Regions from separate parts of the Mus musculus genome. Here regions 1, 2, 4 and 5 are each linked to region 3. The links are chromatin contacts, called in public ChIA-PET and Hi-C maps. All regions are on one chromosome and are shown on one strand. Each heading gives the region's core, a stretch centred on a gene start, on an enhancer-like site or on the middle of the called end of the contact. The rest is flanking DNA. Distances are from core to core; before and after follow the strand shown.

Region 1 (4,631 bases), core at 1,338-3,837, 630 kb before region 3:
CAGTCGTATAGACAACTGGAAAGTTTCCCAAAGACCCGTAAATAGCCTTGCATCCATGTTTGTCCAAACAACCCTAATTAAACTCCTTGGGCCACACAAAACCTAACCCCCAAAAGCATGGTAACTGTGTGACAGGGAGGAGGGGGAGAGGAAGGTGGAAGGGGAGGGGGGAGGGACAGGAGGAGATAGAGGTAGAGGGAGAGGGATATGTGGGGGAAGGGGGAGGGGGATATGGAGGTTAAGGGGAGGGGGAGAGGGAGGTGGGGGATGGAGAGGTGAAGCGGGGGACCACAGGTGGAGGTGGAGGGAGCCCTTTTATTTTTAGGATGAGGAAGGGTCTCAGTGGGAGATGGATGAGAGAATGATGGGAGCAATGGACAAAAACACATTATATACACATTTGAAAGTGTCAAAGAATAAAGGAGTGAATAAAAAACAAGACCAAAAAACCAAACACACAAAGGTCAGTGCTGCGTTCTGAAAGTATCTACTGCCAGCAGAGGATCAGGATATAATTAGGATATTTGATGTTGGCTTTGAACTGAAGGATCCATTGGAGGTAAAATCTGCTTCTCCAGATGCTATGGGCTGTCTAGGTGGAGTTTCAACTCAAGCCCTTGAACTCAGTTCCCAGATCAAGTTAACAGTTTTTGTTTGCTTGTTTTTTAAATTAAATTAAAAGTTTTTTTTTTATTTTTTATTTTCTCTTAGGCCAACAGGAAGAATCAGCCACTTTTTTTTTTAAATGTTGGAAAGTTCTTAAGGCTGTTTCTCTAAAATTAGAAAAGTCAGGATTATAGACACAGAAATCTGAGGGAACCTCGGGCCCTACTCGAATGTTTCTCTTCCTTGCTTTACAGGTGCTATATGAGTAAGGAGCGAGAGAAACAAAAGGTGTGCCCAGGAGATGACCTTGAGGAGAACTATGTGTATCAGTCTTGTCTTAGGGTTTTACTGCTATGAACAGACACCATGACCAAGACAACTCTTATAAGGACAACATTTAATTGGGGGTGGCTTACAGGGTCAGAGGTTCAATCTGTTATGATCAAGGTGGGAACATAGTATCCAGGCAGGCATGGTACAGGAGGAGCTGAGAGTTCTACATCTTCATCTGAAGGCTGCTAGCAAAATACTGGCTTCTAGGCAGCTAGGATGAGGGTCATGAAGCCCAGACCCACAGTGACATATCTACTCCTAGGCTACAACTATTCCAATAGGGCCTTACCTTCTAAAAGTACCACTCCCTGGGCTGAGGATCTACAAACTATACCAAGTCTCCTGGGGCTGCTCTAGCAAAATACCATAAACTTGTCAACTGAAACAACAGAAGTCCATCATGGGCTGGAGAGCATCTATCCAAGGTTAGCTCAACCGTCAAGGCTGCAGAGTGATTCTTCCTAAACCCTATGAGAATCAGAGAGTCCCTTCTGGCTTCTAGTGGTTTGATGTCAATTTTTGGGTTTCTTTGTTTCTCAGACCTGTCCTTCCGATGTCTACCTTCATATTTACTTGGGATCCTTTCTGCGTATGTGAATGATCCTCATCACCGACTTCCCAAGCTCCATGTAAGAGGGCTGGGATTTGCTGTAGTGACCTCATCATCAGCTAATCACTTGCATGGGTGGTTTATCTAAGCAAAACTAATTCCACAACTTGTAAAGTTAAGGTTATCAACATATTTTAGGTTGGAGCTAGAAAAGGTCATTAGTTTTCTTTCTTTCTTTCTTTCTTTCTTTCTTTCTTTCTTTCTTTCTTTCTTTCTTTCTTTCTTTCCTGTACTCAGATGTGTATATGAAGACAGTTTCTGTTTGGTTAGGTCACAGCGTGAAGTTTTCCTTTCTTGGAATTCCTATTGATGGGTCCTTTGCCAATTTTCTTTACGTACCTTGCACTCACTGTTTCCATGTGTAGTTATTACTAAGTTTGTCATTTTCAGTGTAGTTTTCTAAAAGTGTACAGCTACATGCGGGACTTGCAAAAAAGATCTACAAATGCAACTCTCACTTCAGTCATGAGAAATTGATTCAAATCCAACAGTGCTTGGGAGAGTGAGAACATAGGAGGTGCTTGGAGTTTTCATTGGGTATTTCAGGATTCTTTATGACAGTTCCAAAACCTGCAGGTGAGTGCACGTACACACACACACACACACACACACACACACACGCGCGCGCGCACGCACACGTACATTCCCTGCCCTGCCCCGCCTCCCCTACACCCCAAGAGATGATTTTTCTAAAAGACATCCTTACAAAGTTTCGAACAAGATGATGCTCTAGGTTCTCTGACATGGCAATAGCTTCCTTTGGGTTCCACTAGTTTTGTTTTTAACTGTTAAAAAGTTTCACACACACACACACACACACACACACACACACACACACTTAGTCATATGACTGTATTAAATGTGCCACCAGCTGTCTGCCAACAAGAGACCCAAAAGAGAAACTGTTATTGGCTTCCCCCAGAGAAACCTCCTTTATCTCAAAGAACTGAATTGCCAGGTGGAATTGAGTAAACTCTGGGGTTGCAACACAACCAAGGCATAAAGTTCACCATCAACGTAAAACAGCCAGGCCAGTTCTGCTTTTTAATGTCCTCTAAACTGAAGGAACTGAGCAATCTAAACAAGGGTGAGGCCACGGCCACGGCCACGGGGGAGTGAAAGCCATGTTATATTGACAGCTAATGAGTGAACAACAGCTCTGTCATCTTTATGTGCAGAAGACAGCTTTGTTTATGTGTACCCAAAGTTTGCTGTGAAATCCCGGCCAAGAAGGGAAAAGTTGTGTGGAAACTGCAAGAGAGGTTGTTTGCTTCTTGCTGGGTTACATGATTCACAAGCTAACAGATTGAGAAAAGCTTTGCAGAGAGCAACAAGTTGACACTCCTTGTTTACTTAAGTAAAGATGCTCTAATACGGGCAAAGTTGAACAGCTTTTGGTTTCAAATCTAACATTGTAGAATGGGAGATAAAAACACCTAAATTGTCTGTTAAGATGAAGTGTTTCTAACCTGTGTATTTATTTACCAATGACCTTTCTCTCCCTTGACCAATGTCATGCAGCCTATATTAGATACAGAGACATGATTAGATATCATTTCTTAGTGTAGTGTCTCACTGGTGCCCACCCATAGCTCAGTATACCAGGATAAGATTCCTGAAGTGTCTCAAATGAATGAACTCTGAGATTTCCCCCCCCCCCCAGTTAGTTTTTTCCAACTGGCTCACCAACAGTTTTTTACCAGAGCTGCTAATGATTAACTAAAGGAATCGCTTGGATGGAAACTTTTTCAGACCTCTCCAGAGTGAGGCTTGCCAAGAGTGGTGCAGGGGGCAGCCAGAATAAGGAAGAGGAGTGCAAGCCAGGAGTCTGCAAAAACACACATGTGCAACTGAACTTCTTGGCTCCTGGACAGAAAGCGCTGTGAGACACCAAAGCTCTTTTTCCCTTTGTATATTTACAGATTCCGAATCCAAACTCACAGCAGTGGACGATGCTCTGCGTTTTCTCAATGATGTTTACTTAATAAGCCTGTCAGTGACTGGCTACAACCTCACCTCAATCACTGCCTCTATTTCAACCATCTTGACCTTCTAAGGGAGAGCCATATAGTGGGGTTTTGGAAGAGGATGAAGAGAAATCTTTGGGGCGGGGATGGGTGGCCAGGGGCAGTGGTGGTTCATGGTGTTGGAACATAAAACACTCTGTGCATGGTATTTCTTTATAGATGTTGGCAATCAAAGAATGTTCCAGTTAAGTATGAAGACAGAAGAGAAGCAAGTTACCCATAACATCTACCTCAAACACTAATGAGAAAAAATTTGCTTTGCCATGTGCTGGTTGTGGGAAGGATGCTTTCGGGTCCTTTCATTTATTACTCCCTTCCTCTGTTGGATCAGAGAGACTTGCTGGGACCCTGGAAAGTACCCCTGGTTTTTGGCAGGCTCAGAATCTCCCCCTATGGTCTTGTTAAAATAGGTCAGCCCCATCTAAATTTTAGAATATAAAATCAAAAATACACTGCTACAATGTGAATGATCAGCTCACTCCAATCTATCACCTATTAAGACGTTGCCATGGCTACCCACAAATCCCCAGCTCCTAGCACAGAACAGGAGGGGTTCAGTGATTTCTTATTGAGCAAATGGGTGATAGGCTGCTTTGAAGACAATTACCCTTGACTTAGATGACTCGCACCCATGTTGACTGGTTGGATAATATGGTTTATGTAGGACATCTATCTATGCATCACATGCCACGTCATAAGGAAATGTTTGGTGTAAATACAGAGGGTCAGATTGGGATTGCTTAGCCTGGTACTTGGGCGGAATGGGGGTGGGGGGAGAGCATGTGATCGAGGTTGGCAGAGAGAGAGACAGAGACAGAAAGAGACAGACAGAGAGAGACAGAGAGAGATAGAGAGATAAAGACAGACACAGACAGAACAGATACACACAGAGAGACAAATAGAGACAGTCAGAGACAGAGACAGAGGGAGAACTACTGTTTCCAAGCAGGTTTCCATCTCCCAGTGGAAGCCATCCTGTTATGAAGCCATCAAGGGCTAACCCTATCATCAGTTCAGAATCTGATTGTCAACACGGACACCCCACTGTAGTGCTT
Region 2 (5,043 bases), core at 767-3,266, 530 kb before region 3:
AGTCACCTCTGGCTTCTGAGGACCCCCCTCTGCCCGCAGCCAATTTTGGTGAGACATATTCATTTTTAAGAGAACAGCAACACATATGAATATTTGTAAGTATACTACAGGAATTTCTTGAATCTGTTCAATTTAATTAAAAATTTTAAATTAGATCACAGAGTAACAGATTTCTTTGTGGCATTTTCAGGCATACTTTATCAATTTAGATTCATTTTGATTTCTCCCCAACCCCCAGACTATCTCCCCATTGCTGTCTTTTCATATGCTTTCATCGACAGTATTCTCCCTTCTCATGTATTATTTATTGTGTTGTATTTCTTCTTTACCATATACCTTTAAACCCCATTATCCATCTCTACTTTAAACAATATAACAATGGCAGGAACCACAATATCATTCCTTTTAACTTATGTAAAAAGCCTCAAATTGGAATTACTATTTTCTTTGGGTCTAATAAATCCATCCTTGATAATTTCATACTATAGACAGATTATTGAAAGGGAATATACATTTTTTAACCGTGAAACTCTGTATACCTGAGATACAGACTTACAATTTGCATAAAAATAGGCCAAATCCCACAATGGTGTTATACTAAAACACCCTGCTTATCTATATTTGAAGAAAATTGATTTGAACATGAAACTTGCAAGGCACAAATGTCACCTGGAAAGCCCCTTCCCAATAACACACACAGATTTCATCTGCAGAGTACACATTATACCACCTGAGCCAGGAAATAAATGAATGTGTTTAATAACATGATCTATCAGACAGTAGAAAAGCCACAAGCTTATCCCAATAATAACATATAGAATCAACATAAAATTAGATGTGATTACAGTTCAGAGAGAGGAAAACAGTTCTGAAATAAAGATTTCACTTGGTTTCTCTATGTTCATAGTCCTTGTGTCTCAATTCTGAGAAAGTGAACATGAAAAGCATGGCAAAATCTGGCCACTAATTATATAATACACACTCAGTTATTCACGGGCTTTGTGATGGCTTGTTGTTTTCATGGCCAACACGAAACCTCCAGCTTAAACACATTTTGTGTTAGGCTGAAATCGAATGTAGGCTTGTTCAAGTTGCTTAACATCCTTGAACTTCTTCATCAAACTGGTAGAATTCTTAAAGAGTTTTCCGCGTATAAAAAAAAATACAGGTGGAATGTGTGGCTTGGTGTTTGATGTGCAGCACATGACAGGGAGATGGATATTATTATCATGATGGGAGAAATAACGACAACTAAGAGTCTAGAGAACTTAGTGGTGCTCTTCATTAAGTAGCTGACTGTTACCTTAGGTACTGTGGTCTCTGGGCTACAGCTTCCTCATCTTTGAACTGTCGAAGGTGGAATCATCAAGGTGAGATGTTTCTCCTTTGGGTTGTCTGAGAAAGGCTCTCAATCTGGAGCTGAGGGGTTTTGATCTGGTGATTATTTTGCTTCCACCTCCTGAATGTTGGGATTGTAAGAATGCACCACCAACCATGATTAATTCAAGTGCCTTTATAGTAATCAAATTGTCTGTCTAGATTTTGTTTCTTGTTGTTGGAATAAAACATTCTGTCTGAACAACTTAAGGGAGCAAAGGTCTATTTAGCTTAAAGTTTCAAGTCCCAGATCATCGTTTTGGGGAAGTCAAGGTGTGAACTTGAAGCTGCTCGTCACCCCCACAGTCAATAGCACAGAGAGAATGGATGCTCAGGGAACGATGTGCTTCTCTTTTAGGTTGGGTATTTTCCTATCCCTTGATACATAATTCAATCCTCAGGGTTATGCCCATAAGCCCAGGTCACTTAGACAATTCCTCACTGAGACACATCCCCAGTGACTCTAGGTTGTGTCAAGGTGACAGTTAAGAACTAACCACTGCATTCTCTTGTGTGAATGGAATCTTAGGCAAAATGCTGCTGTTTGAAAGCCATGCAAACAGAGCCGCTGAGTTGGTTAAAGTCGTAAAGTTAGAGCTTGATTACTTGTAACCACTTCCTGCGCCTGCCTGTGGCACCACAGAGCGTTAGGCAGGTGATTACAAGACACTTGAGAAGGTTTCCTGTATAATGCTGTTTGAACTGTGTATTGAGCTGGTGAGCTTTTGTTCAATGATTTATTCGCCAGTTCCAGAAAGGGACAGATGAATCTTCATAAGACTGTAACAGATGTGAACTATCAATTTTACTGGTTTAATAAATTTAATGACTGTATTAGGGTTTTGTGTTTTTGTTTTTGTGACAACTTGTGGAAGAATTTATTTTGGTTTATGGTTCCGGGGGGTTTAAGAATGGACCATGGTAGGAAGGTTTATCAGTAAGAGGCAGACATGTCAGTCAGCAGAAGCAGGAAGCTGAGAAATCCTATCTTTAAGCCCAAACATGAACTAGAGAGAACAGGCTGTAAGTGGCTCTGAGCTCTCAAACCTTACCCTCAGTGATATCCTTCATTCAGAAGGACTCCCCCTAAAGAGGGTTATATAGCCTTCCCCAACACTGATACCAGCTGCAAACTAAGTATTCAAATACTTGAGTCTATGGGAGACATTCTTAAATTCATACCACTCTGGTAACTCAATCAATTGTTCAGCACTCATAGTATCAAAGACTAAATCAATGTCCCATAATTGTTGTGTATATAGAGAAATTTTTAGTTATACCCTATACAATTATATAATTATCATAACTAGAAATATTTGAATATATATGTCTATATATATATATGTATATATATGGATGACCTGCCATTTCCTTTTCATGTGGATGATGTCATCAAATTCATATCCACCAAAAAAAGAACTCTCAGATAATCTTGTTGATAATTACTACTTTTGGGGGGAGATCCTTAATTCTTAATTGGGTTTAAAATAGTAATGTATACTGTGGGTTCTGATGTCAGTTTATCTTCAAATATCCCTTTGAGGGTGGTGCCTTTATTCTCATTTAATAGGTTTGGAAAATGTAGCTCATATTTGAGAAAGCTACTTGGAGTCACATGGTGTTTAAATATCGAAGCCCAGGTTTCCTGATTGCACTCCAGGGCGCTTTCCACGAGTGACAGGGGCAAGAGGACAATGTGCAGCCTTATCTTTTTCGAATGTGCTCTTCCTGATTTGCTGAGAGTTTTAAGCAGTTCAGAGAACTGCTCTGAACCATGCAATGACATACAGTCAATAAGCATTCAGGGCACTCTGAATTGTTCAGAGGCATAAATGGGTAAATACTCTTCACATTTTAAATGATAGTGAAAACATTTGCATTCTGATATTAATATTTATTGATTTTTTTTGAGGTTCAGTGAATAGTTTTCATGATAATTCCTCAATCTTCAGAGAAAACCTGCATTCATAAATAACAAATTATGTCATTACCCACATCTGCTCTCATTTTCTATAGGCTTCAAAATCTCTATTCATCACGGGAGCCAAAAGAAGTGGGTACCCACCGGTTTCTCCATCAAATTCTGGCCCATCTTCCTGCACATAATTCTTATTTGAGAATGCAATGCTTATTCAAAATAAATACGGGACATACTAAACTATGTGATTAACATGCAATGAGTCTCAGATTCCATTTACTTATGGAAATCGAGTCAAATCTAACATGCTAGCAACACTATTGTGAGGTCAGCTTCCTGATGAGGCCATTGGATCTGCAGGAGTTACCACTCTGATACCACATTAGCACATCATTAGCTTGAACCGTGCCACAGCAGTATGAAAATTAGGCATTTTCATTTTTCAAAAGAGACAATAGCAACTTTCCCTGCTTCTTACATTCATTTTTAAAGATGAGACTGTTGATGGAAGATGCATGAAATGAAGTAATATTTGAAATTATTAACAAGGAGCTTTCTCAGAAGATGCATGCCTTTGGAAACTAAATTTAAGGTGTGTATATATATTTTAAAAGATGAGCTCTATTATGCTAAATTTCTGATATACTTTTGTTAGCTGGTTTTTTTTTGAAGTAAGATAGGTCAGAAATAATCATACAAAGACATTTTATAGATTAAAGTTACTCACTGAAGCCATATTTTAAAACATCGAATGAGGGAATGTAAAAGCCCTTCATTTATTAGCAGCTGGTAAAATTCTCTTTCTAAAGGCTGGCATGCATATTTTATTTTACTTTTACGATAATTTTGAGCTGTATAATATTTTGTAACTCTAAACACACTAGAACACATATTAGCAGTCTTTAACATATCAACTATGAATGGCCAGAACAAATATTTTGTATCTTCATCTTATAAATTAAGAAACTGGATTTTGCTTGGCATGGTGGTACGCACCTTTAATCCCAGCACTTGGGAGGCAGAGGCAGGCGGATTTCTGAGTTCGAGGCCAACCTGGTCTACAGAGTGAGTTCGAGGACAGCCAGGGCTACACAGAGAAACCCTTTCTCGAAAAACCAAAAAAAAAAAAAAGAAGAAGAAGAAGAAACTGGATTTTAGTTTTTCCTAGAATCCATAAATCTATTACTCTTAATTTTTGAAATGAATATTTTAATGATATGCAGCGCATTAACCATATTTTACAAACCCCTAGTTACAAAAACTTGTTGATTTACCAAAAGGAGAAACTTGTGCTCGGTTGGTGTTTACTTTGCCTCTCTTAACCTCAGACAAGTTTTTTATTGCTATTTTATTTTGTTTTTTTCTATTTCTTTTTAGTTAGATATTTTCTTTATTTACATTTCAAATGTTATCCCCTTTCCTAGTTTGCCCTCCGAAAGTCCCCTATACCCTTCTCACTCCCAATGAAGGGAGGTAGAGAAAGTACCCAAGGAGCTGAAGGGGCTTGCAGCTCCATAGGAAGAACATCAATATGAGTTAACCAGTACCCCCAGGGCTCCCTGGAACTAAACCACCAATCACAGAAAACACATGGTGGAACTTGTGGCTCTAGCTGTATATGTAAGCAGAGGATGGCCTCTTAGGTCATCAATGGGAGGAGAGGCCCTTGGTCCTGTGAAGGTTCTATGCCCCAGTATAGGGGAATGCCAGGACCAGGAATGAGAGTGGGTGGGTTGGGGAACAGGGGG
Region 3 (4,807 bases), core at 2,268-4,767:
CCTGTATTCATTCAAGGGACATGGGTTCTGGTTTTGTTTCTTTGGAATTCACAGCCAATGAGATTCTAGGGCAGCCGTTCTCAACCTTTCTAAATGCTGTGGCCCTTTAACATAGTTCCTCGGGTTTCAGTGATTCCTCCACCCCCAACTATAAAATTATTTTTGTTGTTACTTCATAACCATGTTTTTGCTACTGTTATGAATCATAATGTAAATATCTGTGTTTTCTGATGGTCTTAGGGGAGCCCTGTGAAAGGGTCATTCCACCCTCAAATGGGTTACAGCTCTTTGAGAACCTCTGCTCTAGGGGAAGAATATACACCTTGACTTTTGTGAGTCCATCTGTGTTTCCCCTTAATTATTGTTAGAGGTCTGGAAACCAACCGCAGAAATGCATGCCCCTATGTAATTTTCACCATGCAATAAGTAGAAAATGAAGTCTATTCCCTTCAGTACTGTTGTGAGCTTTATGAAGTTTGCTTAATCATGTTGGCCTAACAGCAGCGAGGAGCAGCTAGAGGAATTGATCATTCAGCACGTAGGTATAATTATAGAGAGCCCAGGGGATTTAATAGAAATAGCACAGCAAAGATTAAGGAATTCTCTTACTCTTCCATCTTCCTGTCTGGGGGAATGAACATGACAGACAGTCTGCTACTTCCTGCAGTGGAAAGAGTGAATGTTGAAGGAAAACAGGATGGAAATGGAAGGGAAGCAGAGAGGAAATGGAAGGGAAGCAGAGAGGAAATGGAAGGGAAGCAGGAAGGAAATGGAAGGGAAGCAGGAAGGAAATGGAAGAAATCTTTAAACACTCATTTAATGGATGTGACTAGGAATGAGATTAGGAATGACTTCATCGGAGTGAACGCCATGTATAGAAAAAGTAAGTTTGCTTTCTTGTAAAGAACATGTGTGACTCTAAGCAGATGATGAAGGTGGCTATAGAGGTGGAGCAGTGTGGGCAACAACTGCTTGCATTTTCTCATCTCTCTGTCTCTGTCTCTGTCTCTCTCTTTAATTTTATTTTTTTACTTATTCACTTTACGTCTAGCTCACAGCCTCCATCCCAGTCACCCCCTTCCGCAACCCTTCCCCCACTCTCCCTCCCCCCCCCCCCCCGTTCTCATCTGAGCTGGTAGGGGCCCCTCTGAGAACACACCCCACCCTGGGACATCAAGTCTCCTCCATGCTAGGCACTTCTCTTCCCACTGAGGCAAGACGAGGAGGCAGCCCAACTAGAAGAACATATCCCACCTACAGGCATCAGCTTTTGGGGCAGTCACGTCAATCCCTCCATTCCAGTTATTTGGGACTCACATGAAGGCCAAGCTGCATATCTGCTACATATGTACGGGAAGGCCTAGGTCCAGCCTGTGTATGTTCTTTGGTTGGTAGTTCAGATTCTGAGAGCCCCAAAGGTTAGTTGACTCTGTTGGTCTTCCTATGGGGTCCTTATCCCCTTCTGGCCTGCAATCCTTCCTCCTATTCTCCCGTAGGAGTTCCCAAGCTCCATGTACTGTTTGGCTGTGGGTGTCTGAAACTGTCTCAATCAGCTGCTGGTTGGAGCCTCTCAGAGGACAAGATGCTCCTGTCTGAAGCATAACAGAGCATCTTTAGTAAAATTAGGGATTGGTGCTTGCCAATGGGATGGGTCTGGCATGGGGGGCAGCTGCAAGGCCTGGGTTTGAGCAAGTAAGGAACTCAGCCAATGCATGGAATAAGGCAGTATACATACGGTGGCCCAACACTCTTCCACTGACACCACCTCATGCTATTTCTATTAAGTCTCTTGGGCTCTCTACGACAATTATACCTACTGGCTAAATGATCAGTTTCTCTAGCTGCTGTTAGGCCAACATGATTGAGCAAACTTCATAAAACTCATGACAGTCCTTAAGGGAATAGACCTTGTTTTTGGAGCTGTCGAATGCTGAATACGTGCAGGCAGGCATACACACAGTCTTCTGGGAATGTAGCTGTTTGGAAATATAGTTAATCAGTAGGTTTTATTCTTTGCCTTTTAGTTCCTTATATGCTGTGTACAACGCATTATAATTGAGTGTCATAGAAAAAGAAAGGCACAGGACGCTTCCAGTTTTGTATGTTTGCTAGATGAATATGAACAGGGGAAAAAAGTCCATTACTGGCTCCAATATGTACTTTGGAACAATACTTCACAAATAAATATGTTATGCTTTTTCTCAAACAGAAAATGTTTGGGCATTGTTAGTTTATCATGCCCAATTAGACTATAAACGTTTGTTCCTCTTTTACTCAGAAGCGGGGTTATTTTAGATGCCACACCCACACCAGGAGTAAAGGTTTCTTAAGTTTTGCTTATGTGTCCTGTACCGTGAAATCTACGCTCAAGAGGAAAACAGTGTGTTGAACTGACACTTTCCTCTGTGGTTAATATGTAAGCCACGTATTATCTGAATTGTTTTGCCAAAACACGTCTGGCTGGGTACATTACACAGGTCACTCGCATATACATATTGGAGACAATAAGGTATCCGTAACAGCGTTGTGTGCTCACTCTTTTCATCTAATTTAAAATCGCGACGTGGTTTAGGAAAAGCTCTCTTAAGTCACAATACCAAGTTATTGCAGCAACATTTGTCCTCCGTGGCACTAAATTCCCTGTATAGTAAATTGTGTTTTCGGTTGCTTTGTCCCATAGTGTTGATCATAAGCCGTACTTAAGGATTTCAAACGGCGACAGCGCCCCCTCACCCCCCCCCCCCAAACCCCTTTTTAGTCCTAAGCTAGAAGTACCTATCAAATCCTATTTCTTTCCTTAAAGACACACAGGAAAGCGCCGCGGAAGAGATTCGTCGACTGTGCAACAGCGACCCCTGGCGGCCCGATGCTCGCAAGGCCTTGAGCACCCAGAGCTGTCTCTAATCAAGTCCCTCTTTGTTTTCCATATCTGGAGAGCGACCCGGAACTGTCTTTGAGAGTGTGGGCTGTGTTTGATACCCACAATCTAAAGCTCAAAGTTTCAGGATCTTCACTACTCACGGCGTACAACTCATGGGTCTTTGTTTTCTTTTTGTGACATTTAATGAAATGAGTTTTGTAGTTGGGTTTTGTCCCTTTCTCCTTGCCAGCGAATCACAACAACAAACTTGCACATTAGTAAAAAGCCTTTGATGGCTTTTGTCTGTTTGGGAGGAGAAAATGCCTGAAAAGTAAGTAAAGGTCTCAGGGAGGTGGGGGGAAGGAAAACGAGTATTGCTTGTAGCACGAACACCCATATGATTCATCGGTAGAAGCTGAGCTCTGGCTCCATTTCTTTTGTAGATTTCCCGGCTCCCCTCACCCCACCCCCCGCTTTGTTCCGCTTCAAACCTTTCAGAGGGCTGAAATGCATTATTACCTTGTTAAATCTCTACCCAAATCATTTCTACAGCCCGAAGCTGTTTTGACGTGGGTTGAGCATCTCTCTCTCACACACATACACACAAAAGAATTGCTTTTGTTCCCAGACGCTCTCATTGGCTGAACGGCCTCCCTTTCGGGCCAATCAGAATCTAGTTGTCAGGCTTGGCAGGCTATTTTTAACCCAACACACAAAACCACTGGGTCTTGGAGGCAGTCCGCGGCAGAATGAAAGTCCCCATAGTAAAAGGCAGCAGCTGAATGTATTTTGGATGTCACGGCGTGTTTGACATTTTCTCTTTAATTCCATATACACTGTTACATTAGCATGTGCTTTTTCGTAAACAACTAACTCAGAAATGGACCTGCGTTTTCACAAGCTCTGTATTACCCTTTTAGGAAGAGAAAGCCTAAAATATATTGTATTCAGACTTGATCCAAAAACATTTCATAGTGTGTGGACGTATTAAACACACACACACACACACACACACACACACACACACACACACAGTTTCAATACGAGTGTGAAGGTGCTTTTAACAAGGGATTTTTGTAGATTTTCATTTTGGGTTGACAAAATTTTCATCAGTGACTGAATGAGAGTTACAATAATATCCATCTTTCTCCCTTACCGCATTCAATATGTATATAATTACTGCAACATGTATACACTTTATGTGTGGCATCTAAAATTATAAATACTCAGTGTGGGGTATTTTTGTGGGGGTATTTAGATAAAGCATGGTTTGCAGCATATTCAACCGATTGTTCAGTGGGGGACTTTTTTTTTTTAACCTCCCTAAATACACTTTAAGTGACAAGGCATCAAAACACATAGTTTGTAAATTATCTAACATATCCAGGAAACGAAAAGTTGCCAGATGTGAAAATACCAGGTTGTAAAGTTTGATTCACCCCCCAACCCCCGAGCCTTCCGTTTAATAGGCCAAAAAGCAGAAAAAGCTAAGTTGATCTCAAAATATATATCACAAAGCAATTTATTGGCAGAAAAATGAAACTATTTCCTGCAAAGGAAAGGGGGGGTTGTGGAGGCCTAAATAAGAAAGATGTTAAGAATCTCCCCTGGTTCTTACAAGAGATTTTTAAATTGTAGATTTGCCTAGTATTTATTTATCCAAGCTTGGCGATATGACTTTATTTGTTGTTCTTTGTTCATCTCCTGAAAAAGGCCTGTTATTTTTTGTTGCAAACCACGAAAGTGTCATTTAAACATGGTGTCAGGCAAGTGCAGAAATCCCGCAAAGGCTCCTGGGAGACATGGCTAGGATCCTATTCAAAGATGCAGGCGTTCTTCAGGAGAGAGGCTTCCATAACAAAAGTAGCCAAGGATAAGGAAAAGTTTACACAAAAGTTCTAGCAGAACTGTGGAGAACAGTCAAGATGTAGGGAAGGTGTGTACCTT
Region 4 (5,051 bases), core at 1,677-4,176, 660 kb before region 3:
GTTTGGGTACTGCATAGCACATCCTTCAGTATACACCTATATTTGAGGTCATTTGATAAGGGATTATTGCCTCCACTTTAAACTTTTGTAAGTAGCCTGTGCTGCTTCATCCCGGCCTCCTTGTATCTCCTGTAGGCCACAAGGGATGCATACTAAATATTGATGAATACATTGTTGATAGTAAAAATAGTAAAAATTCCTGTCCCTACCTCTTACCCCCATTTACCCTCGGGAATTGTCCCAGTCTCCCATTCAAACCCTTCTCTCTCTTTCCTCCAATCCCTTCACACTTGCTGATTCTCTAATAGATGGAAGTTAGATCAGAAAAAATGCTCAAGGTCCTGTGTAGGGATAACTATTAACACAGGCTTTTTAAATTAAATTTAATTTAATTTATTATTATTATTATTATTATTATTATTATTATTATTATTTTGAGTTAGTAAGTTTTGTAAAAGCCAAAAATCTTTGTTAAATTTCAATGGTTTAGAATGTACCATGCTTTCTGTGACACCAGAGGCTGGGTCAGAGACCCATCAGAATTCGTAGCTCTTTCATTGTACTTTAAAGACAGCCACTCAAGTCCCAATCTGTGTGGGTATTCATTAGGGAGACTGGGACAGCATTGGAACTTCATGCTGTAGTGCTGGTGAGCTGATAAGGTAGTGTTCTCGTAGCAACTGGTTTTCTTTTACACATCTACCTGGATAATCATTTTAATAACATCTAACAGATAATGATAGCCAGGAAACGGGGCAGAATAATGATTAACGAATCCGTGTTTATCCAGTGTACCCAACCCAGAAACAAACCCTCATGGAAAAGTTCAGTCCTTGTGTATTCAGATCTGCTTTTAAGGTGTAGAACACTACAAGTTCATTGCTCTAAATTTGCCTCAGAACATAGTAACTTTGTCCTTCAGCCAGTTTTTGCCAGCGTTTCACTTTAACTAATGGGTGGTCTATTTAAAAAAAAAAAAAAAAAGACAAAACAGTTCTTAAATGTGGCTTCACACCATTAGCTTTGGACTCCAACAGAGGGTTTGGGAAATTTCCTGGGGCCTATGTGTAAATTTGAAATTACAGGAAAAGACACAAAGGAATAGGGAAAGCTGTGGTTATCCTGCTTCCTGGAGCGGGTTAGTATCAGTCCAGCCTCGCAAGGCTGTGTTCTGAGAATTTTCTCACCTTACCCATGGTGGGAGTGAGCAGGAGATAACACACTTTATTTGCTTTTTCTGTTGCTGCAGAACGAGAGACAAAGCTTAAGAAAGGCCATACCTCGGCAGACAGAAAGAGGAAGGCGCGGTCTAGAGCTCTGAGGGTATTGAGATCAAAGTCACTCAGTTTTGCAACACACACCGAGTGTACTCATTAATTGTTTCTTGGGTGGGAGAGATTTCCTGAAGATGAGACCACATGTCTCTTCTTAAAGACCAGACTAGAGAGGGAAAAAAAATGGAGAGATCAAATCCCACTTCTAGAAGAAGCGGCTGAGGTTTCTGGATTGCAGGAGATGTTTTCAGCGAGGGGCTGGGGTCTGTCTATTATAGCATAGAAAGAAAGACTGGGAATTGTCAGTCTTGGGGGATTATTTAACTTGACTTTATTTTTATTGGTTAATTATTTTTTTTAAAACCTTTGTGATTGTCTCTAATCCTCATGAGTACCAAAGAAAATGGCCCTTTGTGTCAGGGCTGGGGTGGTGAGGGGAAGGGAGAGACAGCGGTTCTCCAGGGCAACACTGGAGTACTAAGGGAAGGGGGAGTGGGATTTTAGATAGCAAGAGCTTGGAGAACCAGTCCTACCAGGTTTTGTAGTTTAAATAAGCTCTTGGGTGGTGTTAGCTGTATCACACATGTGCTAAGAAAGGTCCATTGTCTCTGGAATTCCATTTCTTGTCAAAATAAAGTGTTTAACCCGTGATGTTTAAGGTTATATTCTAATTTACACTCTATTACTCAATTGCTTTTAAACAATCTGAATTTTTTTTAAAGGATCGGAGTTAAATATAGTTGCTTAAAAGAAAGTAAAAATGGACTATTTTGTCTTCATTTAAAAAAAAAAAGATTTATTTACTTAGGTGTCTGCATGTGTCCTTTGGTGAGTGTGCATCGTGTGTGTGTGTGTGTGTGTGTGTCTGTGTGTGTGTGTGTCTGTGTGTCTGTGTCTATACGGACCAGATATCATTGGAAGCCATGGAGCTGGAACTCCAGATGTTATGAGCTACCCCATGTGAGTGTTAGGAGCTAAACCTGGGTCCTCTGAATGGAGAGCAATGGCTTTTCTTTCCCTCCCCATTTGGTCTTTAGAGTGGCTGGTGTTCAGCACATGAGACAGCATGAAATCAATCAACATGGATACTCTTCAATAGCAGCAAGGACTCTTTAGTGCTGAGCCATCTTCTCTAGACCTAAGTGCACACATTACCAGGTGGGTTTGAACCACCGACCTTTTGGATAACTGGAGGCGAATTTGTGTTAGCAAATTGCACACAGAGTAAGAAGTTCCGTAAGAGGGATGGTGATCAGTTCAGATGCCCCCACAGTCTCCTTTATTCCCTCTTCTAAGTTGCTGAGAGACTCATAAGACTCTTAAGAGGCTGTGTTTCAGGAGCAAATCTGGGTTAATGTCCTGCTGGGTGTGAGGACATTCAGTTGTAAATACAGCTCTAGATACAAACCTAACACAGCTGCTTCTGTCTGAAACTTTGAGCTGGGGTGTGTAAGTGTCTCCTCCCCATTTTGTACTGGCCTCTGTGACATTACCATCTCATGTGTCCTGAAGTTCCAAGGCTCTTGGAATTCATTTCTTGGCTGTTCAGCATTACACAGCCTTTCCTTGGGGTGAGTTAGTCTGAGTGTGGCGACAGCTATTTCATCAGAGATCATCATCATGTGTCTCACTCAGACTTTCCTAATGGTGGCTACTGCCAACAGGAAATGATCTGTATGTGGAGGGCTGTGTGTGAAATAAGAGTTCAGCACTTGGTATTAGACAACGTCCACACACATGCATCTGACAGTGAGCATTGCATCAAACGAAAAGGTTCTTGTCTCTCTTCTTGCATGATTCTAGCAACAGCAAGTCAGCTTCAGTGCGCTTGGGTAGCTCGAGACCTGACTCTGAATAATACAAGATCCGTCTGTCTTTGAATGTTCTCTTAGGAATCCCCGTGCTCATTAGCACCAAGAACAGATTTAGATCATCCTTCTACTCTGTCTTGAAGTCTGAGATTTGTGACTGTTAGCCTAGATTAATGTGTGTGTGTGTGTGTGTGTGTGTGTGTGTGTGTGTGTGTGTGTGTGTGTGTGAGAGAGAGAGAGAGAGAGAGAGAGAGAGAGAGAGAGAGTCTCTGAAGGCTTTTAGAGTCTTATAATGATCTCATGATTTCTCAACCAGCTTTTGTCTGGACTTAAGACATCAGGACAGACATTCGGGAGGTGTGGGGTTCATGGAAATTCCTTCCACCAACCAACCCAAACATTCCTCTTATCAAAAGTTTCCAATGGTCAACTCAATGAGTGACACCTGACCCTCAAATACTTTCCTAAATTGGAGTGTGTTTAATTTAGCTGATTGTTGTATACAGTAATCACGAAAGGCTTGAGTATCATGTGCTCTACCCGTAGGCAGTATTGCAAGGCAATTGCCTTGTCTTCCCAGACAACAGGAACTCTTACAAGCTTTCTGAGTTGAATCCATTTGCCGTGTGCACGCTCTTCTCTTTGGCCTGTGATCTATTTGCCATTTGCACGAGTTATTTTAATGGCTGACAAAAAAAGAAAGGTTAAGAAAAGGAAAAAAGCCAATAGACAAAGAAAGAAAAGTTTACACACTTACAAGGTATCATGAAAGTCTTACCAAGAGGACGGAGGCGAACCACAAAACAGGAAAAAAGAGTCATGAAGGACATTCTAGGTAAGAAACTATTCTCTGAAATATACAAATAATTCTCAAGTCTCAACAGTGAGAAATCAAACAATCTAAAGATGAGCCACAGACCTGAGCAGATAACACACCGAAGAGATAAAGATGGAACATAATCATGCTAAAAAAAAAAAATGGCAGCAATGAATTGTAAATTAAATGAACAATGGCTCACCACTGCATGCCTATTAGCTCCAATCAAATCTTAAACACTGACACCATCAAATGTTGATCAGAACATAGAACACCAGAAACTCTCATTCACTGTCAGTAGAGATTCCAAAGAGTCTTGCTATCTGGAAGGGTTTGACAATTCCTATAAAGCTAAACATGTGACTTTCATATGATTCAACCATCATGCTCTTTTGGTATCTATACAATAAGGCTGAAGAATTATTTATGGCAGATATGTAAAGAAGCTTATTCATAATTGCCAAATTTTAGAGGCCACCAGTTGTTCTTCTATAAGGGAGCAGATAGGGTATGATATAGCTAGAGGGGGTATAGCTTAGTACTACAAACAGAAATAATACCAGTCATAAAAGGCATGGAGAATAGCTCAATGTATATTACTAAATAAAAGAAGCCATTCTGAGGAGATTATGTAGTATAGGATTCTAATTGTTTGACACCGGGAAGTGACAGGCATCTGGAGACAGTAAAAACTCAGTGTTTCTCAGAGGTTAGGTGGTAAGAGAGAATGAATAGACAGAGAAGAGAGGGTCCGGTCCTTCTGAGAGGTTCCATGGAGGCAGTTACGTATTATACATGTGCCCAAACTTAGGGAAAGTCTCTAAGTAGAAATGGACTCTCATGCAAACTGTGTATGATTGACAGTAAGGAAGCGTCAAGGTAGCATCGTCAGTTAATAACAAGCGTTCTAATCCTGACTTGAAAGGATGAGGAAGGCTATGTGTATAGTGTATCTGTGGGTGTGGGAGGGTGAGTAGCGGGTTCTCTGTACTTCATATTTGGTCTTTTGCTTACTATGATCTTATAAGTGAAAACCTACTTGGTTTTATGTGAGTGTGTGTGTGTGTGTTGCATTCATGTAGAAGCAAGAGGAAGATGTCAGGAGTTTTCCTCTGTCACTTTCAGTGACCTAAAGCACACTTTTGAGCT
Region 5 (4,744 bases), core at 803-3,302, 720 kb before region 3:
TGTCACTCTCTGCAGACAGACCCACTGATCCCTTCTCACTTTTAAGGATTTACATGTCAATCACTACGGGAAAGAACTGGGAGAGGAGACACCAGAAGGATTCTGAAAATCGGAACAGAGCCCCCTCCTGAAGCATCTTCACGCCTCACTAAGAGGGCTTAGGAGATCTTCTTTGGATGGCTGCTGCCAAATTTTTTTTTTTTCTTTCAAGGCATATCTTTTCCAATTAGCTGTACATTAAATTCTTTCTTCTCTCTGGGAAGAGCTTGGCTGTTTTGACAGAGATCCTTAGAGTGGCTTTGTCCCAAGCCAGTAATTTATATCCTGTCGTATTCTGTGCTATTTAATGCCCCTAGTCCCACCCAAACTTGGATATTTTCTCACTTTATAGCTACGCAAAAAAAAAAATCTGCTTCTTTTCCCGATACAAACTTCTTACAGAATAAAAACAAAAATTTCTAATCCCCTTGTTAGGGATTGGAAACAGGAGCATCTCTGACAAAAGGGAGTGTCTCAAAAGACACTCGCTGCTCGGGCACTAACACCAGAAGGCTGCAGACACAGATGATTTGAGCGACAGCAGAACTGCTCCGAGGAGCTCACAACTGGGAAGCTCACTATGCTCCCGTCTTTACTACCTCACTTCCTTCTCTCACTCAACTTCATTGTCTTGGAATCAGGACATTTCTTCAACTTTGTGGGATCATTTTTAAAGTGTAAAACAAAGCACGGTAGACTCTTTTTTTCCTCTAGGAAAAATCTGACACACATATATACATGCATGCCACACACACACACAAACACACACATATACATACACACATATACACATATATGTACATGTACATATATACATGTATACATGCATATATGCATGCAGGCAGGCATTCACATGTATATGGTATATACACATATACATACAAACATACATGCATATATATGCACATATACATATATATGGATATATAACACAATATACATATACATGCATAATACACACATATACACATATACATGGATACAGATATACACATAACACAATGCACATACATATACATGCATAATATACACATATAACACACATATATATGTACACATATAAATACATACACATATATTCATACACACAAAAAATGGAAAAAGAGAAATGTGGAAGGACAGCTTTCAGGGTACAGAGAGAATCACCATAGATGAAGCTCCAGGTACACAGAGAAGCGCTACAGATGGAGCTCCAGGCCTCGCTAAGGAAGCTCTCAGCGCTGAGGTGAGAGTCTGCTGATGGGAGAGTGGTCAAGTGCTTGGGATACTGCTGCAAGCAGAAAGCCTGGAATGCTGGGTGCCTGTGTCCCTAGGGCACAGGACGCTGTCACTCCTGATAATCCAGGCTCCTGTTTGCTGTATTTTTCCATTAGAGTCTTGCTATGTGGCACAGGCTGCACCTTAACATCTGGGCTCAAGTAAGCCTCCTCCTGCCTTAGTGTCTTGGCAAAGCTGGATGCACCCCTGCACCCAGCTTGGGTAATTTTCTGTCAGATGCTAAACACTTACCTTCTTGTGTTGGGTATTCCTACATTTAGACAGATAAGAAATCCCAGGCTGCAGATGTAGCTCAATGGTGAGGTGCTTGCTTGGCATCACGACATCCTAGTTTTAATCCCAGTCTTGTCAAAAAACAAAAAACAAAAATCAACCACAAAAAGCCAAGCAAGAGCCGCCAAGATGGGTTGATGGGTAGCGAGTGGTGCTTACCCTCGAGCTTAATAAGCAAACCACCAGGCAGGCAGGCAGGCAAGAAGGGGGAAGTTTGTCTCTTTGCTCTGGACTGTGGCTGTGACTCGATCAGCCACTTCAGCGCTTGCCTTGCTTCCCTGTGATGATGAACTGAAACCTGGAGTTATAAGGTGAATGCTCTCGCTCTCCCCTCCCCAATATCTCCCCCCTCCCCCAAAAAGACAGAATTTGATGTTTCCAATGCACTCTGGCCTTTTTAAAAAGACATAGTGGTTTTTATTTTTACATGTGTGTTTTGCATTCATATGAGTACCACGTGCATGCAGATACCGGAAGAGACTAGAAGAGTGTGTCAGAAGTCCTGGAACTGGGGCTGGAGAGGTGGCTCAGGGGTTAAGAACACTGACTGCTCTTCCTAAGGTCCCGAATGAGTGTCTGAAGACAGCTACAGTGTACTTACATATAATAAATAAATAAATAAATAAATAAATAAATAAATAAATAAATACTGGAAGGAAGGAAGGAAGGAAGGAAGGAAGGAAGGAAGGAAGGAAGGAAGGAAGGGAGGGAGGGAGGGAGGGAGGAAGAGAGAGAGGTGGGGGGGAATATCCTGGAACTGGGGTCATAACCAGACATGAGCAGCTTTGTGGGTGCTGGGACCTGAACCCGGACCTTTCAGAAGGGCAGCAAGTGTGCATCTCTCCATCTCTCCGTATCTGAGCTATCCTTCCAGCTCCAGGAGGGTGCTCTGAATGATGCTTCTTTTCTTTAACATCGTGCGTATTTTCCCCCTACAACTCTCCTACCTAAAGTTGCCAGGTTAACCAAACCAAGAGCAACAACAACAACAAAGAGCACACAGTTAAATCAGAACCTCAAAGAAGCAATAATCAGATGCAATAAACAGATTTTAGCATGAACACGGCCCAGCGGATCCATGAGGCCTGTTTACGTGTGAAAAGGGAATGTTTGTTCTTTTGCAATGAGTTTCGCCCGACTGTCCTGTATTTTCTCTGGACCTCCAGCCCTGTCGCAGCCTCTCCCCATCAAATATTTTAGGGCTCAAATGTTGTGGTCTGAGCTTTAAAGAGGACCTTCTTTCTTCTGTAGTCCAGGTCAGAGAAGGAAATGTGAAGGCTCCATGGGTAATCACCGCCTGCTGGGTAGTACTGTTTGTCCCCTTTTGACACTGTCCCTTTCAGCTGAATAAGTTGGCTGTTTTCACAATAAACGTGTCCTATCTGCAGACTTGTGGTCTTTTTTTATCCCTTTCTCCTCGCTGATTTGAAAATTTGAAACGTCTTTTGGTAAACAGGTTCTAGGGGTCTAGTCAGCTTGCCATCATCTATCGTGAATCTAGGTCTCATTTCTATGAGGAAACTCTACATGGGGGAACACTGGTAAAGATCGCAGCCTCCCGGGGATTTTTCAGCAACAAAAACATCAAAACTGGGACAAATCACTGAAAGCCTAGGCTCCAAGCAGAGGAAAACCAGAGGCCGAGCGATGATTGACGAGCCGGCCTTGTCTGTTGTCTCACCTGCTAAGGTTCAGAAGGCATAAGTAAGGCCTGGAAAAACAGATTTCAGATTGGCTACTCTGAGATCCACAGACACCGGCTCTAGCTGCAGGGAGGTGAACAGCAGATGTGTAATTCATTCAGTGCAACACTTTCTATGTGTACTCCGTGTCAACTGCCCTCATATGATCCTGAATGTTAACTGTAAATGAAATGCCATGTCACCAATAGCCAGTCAGCTAGCACCAAAATGGCTTCAATTCGAAGTTGTTTCCAAGTGTACTTTCTGGTCTTAGTGAGACTCGGGAGTTGACTCTCAGAGACTGTTGTATTCTAAGACACCATTCGGTCATGCTCAAAGCTTCAATATGATTCCTTCCAACCATAGCAAGCTGGTATTCTAGAACATGCTGAAGAGAAGAGCCACAGAAAGAGCTTTCAGACAGCTGTCTCTGAGATGGCTAACAGATATTATGAATTTCATGAGACCCTTTTTCTGTGTTCATAAAAAAATTCTTTACAGCTAGGCATGGTGGGACACAACTAGATCCCTAGCCCTTGAGAGGTAGGAACCTGGTGTGTTCTATGCAAGACCCTGCTTTAAACAAAACAAAATCAATCATTCACAAATCATTTATAGAGCTGCCATTAATATATAGGGTATATAAGTATATGGACAAACCCAAGTGCAGGGTTAAGGACTAGGGCCCTATTGTAATATACTCAGGTCATCTCCTTCTTAGGGCAACACCCAAAACCGTGTGGTTTTGAATTCAGAATGCTACGATGCCACAGGGGTCAACCAAGTACTGAAAACTGGCAAGCTGCTGCTGAGACTGTGGAGCCTGTGGGTAAATCGGAGAGCAGGTGACTTTGGGGCTGCCCATGGAAGAGTTCTCAGGCCACAGTTTCGAGGCCTTAAGAAACAATGCAGCCCTGAGTGACAACTGACAAATGCCTCTGCTCTCAAGGTCTCATTCTCTGCCTTGGACAAGTCACATGGCAGAGAACTGAAGAGTTAGTTAGTTCTGCCTTCTGTTGACAGTGCTAGTCTCGCTGCTTCACTAACTAAACTGCTGGCAAACTTGAGACTACCTTTAATAGTTCATTTTTAACAGCAGGGAAGAAGCAGCACACACACAAGGGCCTGCTTTAGAAGCAGGTCTGCCCACTTCCTTCCTACCCTTCAAATTATATCTTCTTCCCAGGCCTGGGAAAGAACTCTAAAACTCCAGGTTAAAAATACCCCTTAGGTAATTTAGGAAGACCACAGGCTAAATTACTCCTCAGAGGGGGAAAAAAAAAGCAAACAGTTCCACAGCCTCTGGAAATTGCCAGGAAAGTCAGCCCCAGAGGTTCACTAGCCAAGGGCTAGGTCTCCAGGAACTGTGTTTGCCCCTGCTGGGTTTGAGCTTCTCAATCTCACCTTTATTCAATTTTCATCTGGGAATGCCAATCTTCTCTTTGCTTGTGTATGCCTGTCAGGAGGGTTTC

The links. Hi-C and Micro-C count contacts between places; a contact is called where the count stands out from the background. ChIA-PET counts read pairs in DNA pulled down with a chosen protein or histone mark.
Region 1: a contact with region 3 is called in a Hi-C map of uterus, with 11 times the contacts expected there. The contact joins two enhancer-like sites. A contact is called at or near these places in 1 of 15 datasets of contacts at CTCF or cohesin (the NIH/3T3 cell line), 15 of 484 Hi-C or Micro-C datasets (3T3-L1-derived adipocytes, the AML12 cell line, CD4 T cells and 4 more) and 14 of 115 datasets of contacts at active chromatin or transcription factors (the NIH/3T3 cell line, T-cell acute lymphoblastic leukemia, Th17 cells and 11 more).
Region 2: a contact with region 3 is called in an RNA polymerase II ChIA-PET map of memory CD8 T cells, with 24 read pairs. The contact joins two enhancer-like sites. A contact is called at or near these places in 1 of 15 datasets of contacts at CTCF or cohesin (large pre-B cells), 2 of 484 Hi-C or Micro-C datasets (CD4 T cells and bone marrow-derived macrophages) and 13 of 115 datasets of contacts at active chromatin or transcription factors (the SCID.adh cell line, T-cell acute lymphoblastic leukemia, bone marrow-derived macrophages and 10 more).
Region 4: a contact with region 3 is called in an RNA polymerase II ChIA-PET map of memory CD8 T cells, with 40 read pairs. The contact joins two enhancer-like sites. A contact is called at or near these places in 1 of 15 datasets of contacts at CTCF or cohesin (the NIH/3T3 cell line), 1 of 484 Hi-C or Micro-C datasets (bone marrow-derived macrophages), 16 of 115 datasets of contacts at active chromatin or transcription factors (the SCID.adh cell line, T-cell acute lymphoblastic leukemia, bone marrow-derived macrophages and 13 more) and 1 of 9 other capture datasets (embryonic stem cells).
Region 5: a contact with region 3 is called in a Hi-C map of bone marrow-derived macrophages, with 12 read pairs. The contact joins two enhancer-like sites. A contact is called at or near these places in 3 of 484 Hi-C or Micro-C datasets (the N1E-115 cell line, bone marrow-derived macrophages and muscle stem cells), 13 of 115 datasets of contacts at active chromatin or transcription factors (bone marrow-derived macrophages, craniofacial prominence, double positive thymocytes and 10 more) and 1 of 9 other capture datasets (embryonic stem cells).

Annotation. Positions count from the first base shown.
Region 1 is chr10:96,683,719-96,688,349 of GRCm38.p6, forward strand. No RefSeq gene overlaps it. Among named protein-coding and RNA genes, the nearest start is that of Gm33897, 30 kb to the right of the region's middle. Within about 2 kb of position 2,588, at least 109 of the 459 cell types and tissues checked have an H3K27ac peak or open chromatin away from gene starts, as enhancers often do. A contact at or near this core is called in 3T3-L1-derived adipocytes, the AML12 cell line, the NIH/3T3 cell line and 4 more, where this site is marked.
Region 2 is chr10:96,785,400-96,790,442 of GRCm38.p6, forward strand. No RefSeq gene overlaps it. Among named protein-coding and RNA genes, the nearest start is that of Gm33897, 72 kb to the left of the region's middle. Within about 2 kb of position 2,017, at least 51 of the 459 cell types and tissues checked have an H3K27ac peak or open chromatin away from gene starts, as enhancers often do. A contact at or near this core is called in the SCID.adh cell line, T-cell acute lymphoblastic leukemia and memory CD8 T cells, where this site is marked.
Region 3 is chr10:97,310,289-97,315,095 of GRCm38.p6, forward strand. No RefSeq gene overlaps it. Among named protein-coding and RNA genes, the nearest start is that of Gm34044, 77 kb to the left of the region's middle. Within about 2 kb of position 3,518, at least 387 of the 459 cell types and tissues checked have an H3K27ac peak or open chromatin away from gene starts, as enhancers often do. A contact at or near this core is called in 3T3-L1-derived adipocytes, the AML12 cell line, the NIH/3T3 cell line and 9 more, where this site is marked.
Region 4 is chr10:96,653,490-96,658,540 of GRCm38.p6, forward strand. No RefSeq gene overlaps it. Among named protein-coding and RNA genes, the nearest start is that of Btg1, 39 kb to the left of the region's middle. Within about 2 kb of position 2,927, at least 52 of the 459 cell types and tissues checked have an H3K27ac peak or open chromatin away from gene starts, as enhancers often do. A contact at or near this core is called in the SCID.adh cell line, fibro-adipogenic progenitors and memory CD8 T cells, where this site is marked.
Region 5 is chr10:96,593,874-96,598,617 of GRCm38.p6, forward strand. Gm33843 (a long non-coding RNA gene) reads right to left here. Exons shown (of 4, transcript XR_380712.2): 2 at 1,549-1,661. Among named protein-coding and RNA genes, the nearest start is that of Gm33843, 2.5 kb to the right of the region's middle. Within about 2 kb of position 2,053, at least 9 of the 459 cell types and tissues checked have an H3K27ac peak or open chromatin away from gene starts, as enhancers often do. A contact at or near this core is called in bone marrow-derived macrophages, where this site is marked.